Linked DNA regions of Macaca mulatta: region 2 is linked to region 1. The links are chromatin contacts, called in public Hi-C maps. All regions are on one chromosome and are shown on one strand. Each heading gives the region's core, a stretch centred on a gene start, on an enhancer-like site or on the middle of the called end of the contact. The rest is flanking DNA. Distances are from core to core; before and after follow the strand shown.

The links. Hi-C and Micro-C count contacts between places; a contact is called where the count stands out from the background.
Region 2: a Hi-C map of liver shows a contact between it and region 1, with 2.2 times the contacts expected there. The contact joins the promoter of NPFF here to the promoter of AAAS in region 1. A contact is called at or near these places in 2 of 14 Hi-C or Micro-C datasets (fetal cortex germinal zone and liver).

Annotation. Positions count from the first base shown.
Region 1 is chr11:60,466,815-60,470,275 of T2T-MMU8v2.0, reverse strand. AAAS (aladin WD repeat nucleoporin) reads left to right here and starts at 1,849. Exons shown (of 15, transcript XM_015151849.3): 1 at 1,849-2,101; 2 at 2,686-2,813. The coding sequence starts at 1,979.
Region 2 is chr11:60,662,255-60,665,715 of T2T-MMU8v2.0, reverse strand. It overlaps NPFF (neuropeptide FF-amide peptide precursor), which reads left to right and starts at 1,838. Exons shown (of 3, transcript XM_001106733.4): 1 at 1,838-1,939; 2 at 2,170-2,291; 3 at 2,419-2,624. The coding sequence starts at 1,838. The coding sequence ends at 2,536. It overlaps TARBP2 (TARBP2 subunit of RISC loading complex), which reads right to left. Exons shown (of 9, transcript XM_015151872.3): 8 at 3,461; 9 at 2,879-3,317. The coding sequence ends at 3,160. LOC700403 (cyclic AMP-dependent transcription factor ATF-7) reads left to right here. Exons shown (of 14, transcript XR_013401143.1): 14 at 1,311-2,291.

The DNA.
Region 1 (3,461 bases), core at 600-3,099:
CAATGTTTCTTTCTCCCTCTCCCTTTTTTTTCTTTTTCTTTTTTTTTTTTTGAGACGGAGTTTCACTCTTGTTGCCTAGCTTGGAGTGCAGTGGCGTGTTTCTGCTCACCGCAACCTCTGTCTTCTAGGTTCGAGTGATTCTCCTGCTTCAGCCTGCCAAGTAGCTGGGATTACAGGCATGCACCACAATGCCCCGGCTAGTTTTGTATTTTTAGTAGAGACAGGGTTCCTCCATGTTGGTCAGGCTGGTCTCAAACTCCCGACTTCAGGTGATCAGCCCACCTCAGCCTCCCAAAGTGCTGGGATTACAGGCGTGAGCCACTGCGCCTGGCTTTTTCTCTCTCCCTTTCTTTCTCTCTTGCTTGCTTGACAGGGTCTCGCTTTTTGCCCCAGGCTGGAGTGCAGTGGCGCAATCTTGGATCATTGTAGTCTCGATTCTCCCATCTCAGCCTTCTGAGTAGCTGGACTACAGACGCTTGACACCACCACACTGGCTAACTTTTGAATTTTTTGTAGATACAGGGTCTTGCTATGTTGCCCAAGCTGGTCTTGAACTCCTGGGCTCAAGAGATCAGCCTCAGCCTCCCAAAGTGCTGGGATTACAGGTGTGAGCTACCATGCCCAGCCTCACTTTTATTCTTAAATCAGAATAACTGGTTTGGGTGTATCTAGGTCCAATCTCTCTGTGACTCACTTTCCTCGTGGTGACAGAACAGCACTCACCTTATGGGGTTGTAAAGATTATAAGAGCACTTATCATAACAAGTGCTCAGGAAATAGTTTTGCAGCCTGGCAAGGTGGCTCAGACCTGTAATCCCAGCACTTTGGGAGGCCAAAGCGGGCGGATCACTTGAGGTCAGGAGTTTGAGACCAGCCTGGCCAACAAGGTAAAACCCCGTCTGTACTAAAAATACAAAATTAGCTGGGCGTGGTGGCGCATGCCTGTAATCCCAGCTACTCCAGAGGTTGAGGGAGGAGAACCGCTTGAACCCAGGAGGCAGAGGTTGCCTTAAGCCGAGATAGCGCCACTGCCTTCAGCCTGGGCAATAGAGTGAGACCCTGTCTCAATAAAATAAAATAAAATAAAGTTTTCCTTTCTTTTTTTGTGAGACAAAGTTTTGCTTTTGTTGCCCAGGCTGGAGTGCAGCACAGCCATCTCGGCACACTGCAACCCCTGCCTGCCGGGTTCAAGAGATTCTCACGCCTCAGCCTCCCGATTAGCTGGGATTACAGATGCCCGCCACCACGCCCGACTAATTTTTGTATTTTTAGTATAGATGGGGTTTTCAACATGGCCAGGCTGGTCTACGAACTCCTGACCTTCAGGTGATCCACCCACCTAGGCCTCCCACAGTGCTGGGATTACAGGCGTGAGCCACTGCGCCTGGCAGGAAATGTTACTTTTCCACCTGTCCCCACCTCCCTTTCCAGTAGTCCGCCTAACCTTGTGGGTGCAGCACTGAAAATCCTCTCTGAGGTTTTTCCCTCAGCTTTCCAGCCAGCTGCCTGTGACATAGCCTGTATTTTCCTCTGGGTGATCCACAGGCCTGGGAGGGTTAATTTGGTACTTCCCTGAATGTACGTTATTTTGGGCTTTCTAAGCGTTAAGAGAGTGAGTGGGAAAAGGCGTTGGGGAATTCGGAGCTGGGAAAAACAGTAGTCGCATGGAAAACAACAAAAAAAACCCCGCTCCAACCTGGTAACCAACGATTGGCCCGAGGACGTGTCCGCGCTGCTCCCCCTCCGGCCGCCAGGGGGCGCAGGAGGAAGCTTTGGCGGTCTGTCCCGGGACCGTACTTACTCGTACTTCTTTCCTGTTAAGTCTTTTCTTCACTTCCGTCGAGCTCCGCCTCGCCGTTTGTCCCTTGCGGCTACCCGTCTGCATACGAATCTAGCCCGGGAACCGAGTTGCGGGAGGGCGGTCTGTGCCGTTCCGGCTAGGAGTTTGCCGACTCCAGACGTCCTGCGAACCGGCAAGATGTGCTCCCTGGGGTTGTTCCCTCCTCCACCGCCTCGGGGTCAAGTCACCCTATATGAGCACAATAACGAGCTGGTGACGGGCAGTAGCTATGAGAGCCCGCCCCCCGACTTCCGGGGCCAGGTGGCCAGGGCGAGGAGGGAGGGGACCTGCAGGCATGGGGGCAGAGTCGGGGAGAATTGGGGAAGGGAGGCAGTGTGACAGGGGCAGGGTCGCAGAGTCTGGTGGACTGGAAACAGCTTGGCCCCGGCAGGAGAATAGAAGGGCTGGAATCTGTTTTAGGGCAGGGATTGGAGTATAAGGGGGGGTTAAGGAGCTGTGGAGAAGTCCTAGAGGGAATGGAGAGAATGAGGGAGAATCTAGGGAGTGTGAGGATGCGGGAGAACTATCCAAAAGTTGGGGACAGTATCTGAGGAGGATCAGAAAGGTACAACTTGGAACATTTTTTCCGTGGTGTACCTGGGAAGGACAAGGAAGGGAAACTGACATTTACTGAGCGTTTGTTATGTAAGAAAGAGGATAAGTCAGGTGTTTTCTAAAAATGTTATGTGGTTTCATAATCACAACCCTATGAAATATTATTCTAGTTGCACAGATACGGGAGCTAAGACTTGTTTCCCATACTAACAAGTGTTAGCTTTGTGGAAACGGAAAACAGACCTCTGGAATCTTGACTCACCATCACACCCCTCACTTTTGTGCTATAGTGGATCAATCTTCCTGTCCTACACCTGACCAAGGATCCCCTAAAGACCCCTGGAAGGCTGGACCATGGCACAAGAACTGCCTTCATCCATCACCGGGAGCAAGTGTGGAAGAGATGCATCAACATTTGGTGAGGCATGGTGAAGCGTTTTCTGGGTCATAGTCTGCAGATCCTGGAAAATGAGTGACCACTCTTTACCTTGGGGTGTTCTTCAAAAGACTTATTCAGGCTGTCTCCATGAGAGCTGTATATCTAAAATCATATGAAATTTTTAGTCCTTATTGTAGAAATCAAATGCTCAATAAATATCAGGTTCCCTCCCTTGCCCTTCCCAGGAACACTATGGAAAAAGTACTTCTATTTAATCTCTAGTAACTTGCCTTGCTTTCTGGCTTGATTAGGTGAACCTGCTCCCTGCCCCCACCTCATGTCATTAACACTTCTGAGCTTTTACGTAAAGCTCAGCAAGATTAGATATAAGGTTGCATTGAATAATCTCCTACATAGGTCATCCACTTTACACCTGTAGGAGTGGAGCCACACTACCTGGTTTCATTTTCTTTTCTTTTTTTTTTTTGAGACGGAGTTTCACTCTTGTTGCCCAGGCTGGAGTGCAGTGGCACGATCTCAGCTCACTGCAACCTCTGCCTCCCAGGTTCAAGCGATTCTCCTGCCTCAGTCTCCTGAGTAGCTAGGATTACAGGCATGTGCCACCACGCCCAGCTAATTTTGTATTTTTAGTAGAGACGGGGTTTCTCCATGTTGGTCAGGCTGGTC
Region 2 (3,461 bases), core at 589-3,088, 200 kb before region 1:
AAGTTCCCCAACTGGGGCACGTGAGGTAATCACAGCTAACGTTTTGAGGATACCTGTTCTATGCCAGCTGTTTTACTGAATGGATTACAAAAAGTATGTGAAGTAATGCACACCCTAGGAAGGAGTTCCTTGTAAAATGGGCCCATGTTTTAGGTGAGGAAACTGAAGCTCAGAGCGGGAGACAACTTGCTCAAGCAGAGGCCAGGGCCTTTATGTCTTGGCTCTTCCTCGGCACAGGCTAGAGACCCACACTGGTGGGGATTCTCAGAAATGGACTCGAGGATTAGAAGGAACCTGCACCATATGGCTTTGAAGGCCTCTCCCTGAGGATTAGTGATTCTGATTTTTCTTAAGACAGGATTCGAGGCTACCCTAGTATGTGAGAGCCAGAGCCAGGCAGAGGCTGTGGTGACCAGAGTTGGGGGCAGAATGATAGTTCAGCCCCATAGTAGCCTGCTCCTGTCTTTCTGGGACTCCCTAGAGTCTGGACCCTAGCACCTCCACTCAGCCTCACCCTCCTCACTTCCTCTGCAGAGGTCTATTCTAGGAAAAGGAAATGGCCGGAGCTGGCAGTGAGGAGCTGTGACCACAGGGTGGCAGCAGTGCTTCAGCTGTGGAGGACAACTCTGTAGCAAGGGCAATGAGGCCAGTCCGAAGCAGTGCTCTCTAGTGAAGATGGGGCTCTGTCTGCAAAGATTTGAAGCCACACCCATTCAGTGGGCTCCAAAACCCTGTAGCCTCCTTCTATATCTTAATAGTTTTTCTTTTTTTTTGAGACAGAGTTTCTCTCTTTTTGCCCAGGCTGGAGTGTAGTGGTGCCATCTCAGCTCGCTGCAACCTCTGACTCCCGGGTTCAAGCGATTCTCCTGCCTCAGCCTCCTGAGTAGCTGGGATTACAGGTGACTGCCACCACCCCCAGCTAATTTTTGTATTTTTATAGAGACAGGGTTTCACCATGTTGGCCAGGCTGGTCTCGAACTCCTGACCTGAAGTGACCCACCCACCTCGGTCTCCCAAAGTGCTGGGGTTACAGGTGCAAGCCACTGCACCGGCCAAAAAAAATTATTTTTAATTAAAAAAAAAAAAGATACAAGTTGGGCATGGTGGTTCACACCTGTGTAGTCCCAGCTACTTGGGAGGCTGAGGCAGGAGAATCGCTTGAACCCGGGAGCCAGAGGTTGCAGTGAGCCGAGACCGCGCCACTGCACTCCAGCCTGGGCAAAAAGAGCGAAACTCTGTCTCAAAAAGAAAAAAAAGAAAAGTTAAATTCTCTGCACCATCATGAAGTTGAATATATTTTTTATCCACAGGCAAATCTGAGTAGCCTCCAAGAGGCACACAAGCAGAGGACAGGCTGTGTGGCCCTGCCTGGTCATCCTGACAGACTCTGACCCTGGCTCTTCCTACTCCTCTTCCACTCCAGGACATCCTACTTAACTAATCCTGACATGAGTTTCTTGTGCTTTAGTCTACAAGTTAGGAAAGAGGGGAAGTGATAAACTGAAGCTCTCCAACCTGTTGAGGGATTAGGGGTTCTTGTAAGGCTCCCCAGGGCCTAGCTCTGACAAATCGTCTGCAACTAATGACGCTTCTTGAACTCTGGAGACAGGATTTATGCATCTAATAAAGTCTATAACTCCAGGCTTAGGGGCCTGGGGCAGGAGGCTGAGAGCATGAAGTCCTGGGGGTGCCATGGGAGGAGATCCCAGGCGGCTCCTAATGAGCCCTGCATTTCCATTTGCCTGCTCTAGATTCCCCTAAGGCTACTGTGAGGCTGGGGGTTGGGGGGACAGCAGGTATAAGAGGCTGGGGTGGCTGTAGGAGGGTGGATGGCAGCATGGATTCTAGGCAGACTGCTGCACTGCTGGTGCTGCTGCTGTTAATAGACCAGGGCTGTGCTGAAGGGCCAGGAGGCCAGCAAGACCACCAGCTCCCCGCGGTGAGTGTGTGTCCCATCCCCATATCACCATTGCCTCTACCTCGGTTAAGACTTGTGCTCTAGGTTCTGATACTTTCTCTGGCTGCCAAGGTTGCCATTAGGTCCTCAAATCTGAGGAAATGGTTCTGCAGCCTCCTACCCCTTGCCCCTGGAAGCCAGTCCCTTCCCCTTGTGACTTACATGTCCAGGGTATTTGCCCATCTTCCTTCCCTGATACCCCCTTGGCACAGGAGGAAGACAGTGAACCCCTCCTGCCACAGGATGCCCAGACCTCTGGGTCACTGTTGCGCTACCTGCTCCAGGCAATGGAGAGACCTGGCCGGAGCCAAGCCTTCCTGTTTCAGCCCCAGAGGTGAGTCTGAAAGGGACACAGGCATGGCAGGGGTTGGGGGTAGAAAGGGCAGGAGACAGAGGACGAGGAGAAGGAAGGGGGCTAGAGAAGAGAGACTGCAGGGACCTGAGGACAAATCTTTCCTAAGGTTTGGCAGAAATACCCGGGGATCCTGGAGCAATGAACGGCTGAGTCCCCGGGCTGGAGAGGGGCTGAATTCCGAGTTCTGGAGCCTGGCTGCCCCTCAACGCTTTGGGAAGAAGTGACATGTCATCCCTTGATATGTTTGCATGCAAGGCCCACACCCAAAAGTGTCAATATTTGCCCCCCAAATAAAGTTGTCTGGCTTCTGAATCCATGTGTGTCTGTGTGAGACTTTACAGGGCTGGGTGGAAGCCCAAGAGCAAGAACCACTGCCCTTCCCTCTCCACCAAACCCAGCCCTCCAACAAGGCAGCCGACAACATTCCAGGAGGCCACTGCACCCAGCCTCCTCCCACCAGAAAGGAAAACATGAGAATGGCTGGAACAGGAGCTCAGGGAAGGCACACAAAAGTCATGTGGTGACCTCCTCTGCTATCCACACTGCTCAGGAAACGAGAGAAGGGCTTAAAAATCTACAAAGCAGCATATTTATTCCAGGCTCTAGTAGACAGCCCCGATTTCATTCCCATTCATCATCACCAATAAAATGAGGACGAATCCTGGGCTGGCTGAGGCCCTGTGGTCCTTGGCTCCTTGCCCTGTGCCTTCTCAGCCTCAAGGCAGGCAGTCTGTGTCAGAGGTAGAGATGGTACCCACAGAGGGTACCAGAGCTGCGCAGATACATGAGCCCAGAGGCAGAAAGAGCAGGGAGCAAAGGGTGCACATCCATGAGTCCAGCTGGGGCTTCACTTGCTGCCTGCCATGATCTTGAGGTACTGCAGGGCACGGCGGGCAGCCTCACCACGGGCTGCCTCCCTGGTGGTTGCAGAGCCATGACACACAGTGGCCGGCTGGGTGGACAGTTCCACCAGGCACTGGCAGAGTCCACTCAGGCTCAGTTCCTCTGGAGAGCAAGAGAGAGGAAGGAGGCAATGTTGGGTGGGGAGGTAGCCCTGGGGAGGGGTGCGTTCACGTCATCATCACCCCCTTCTACTTGCTCCCGTCCAGCCCCCACCATCCCCTGGCTCACTCCTCAGCTAGCCATACC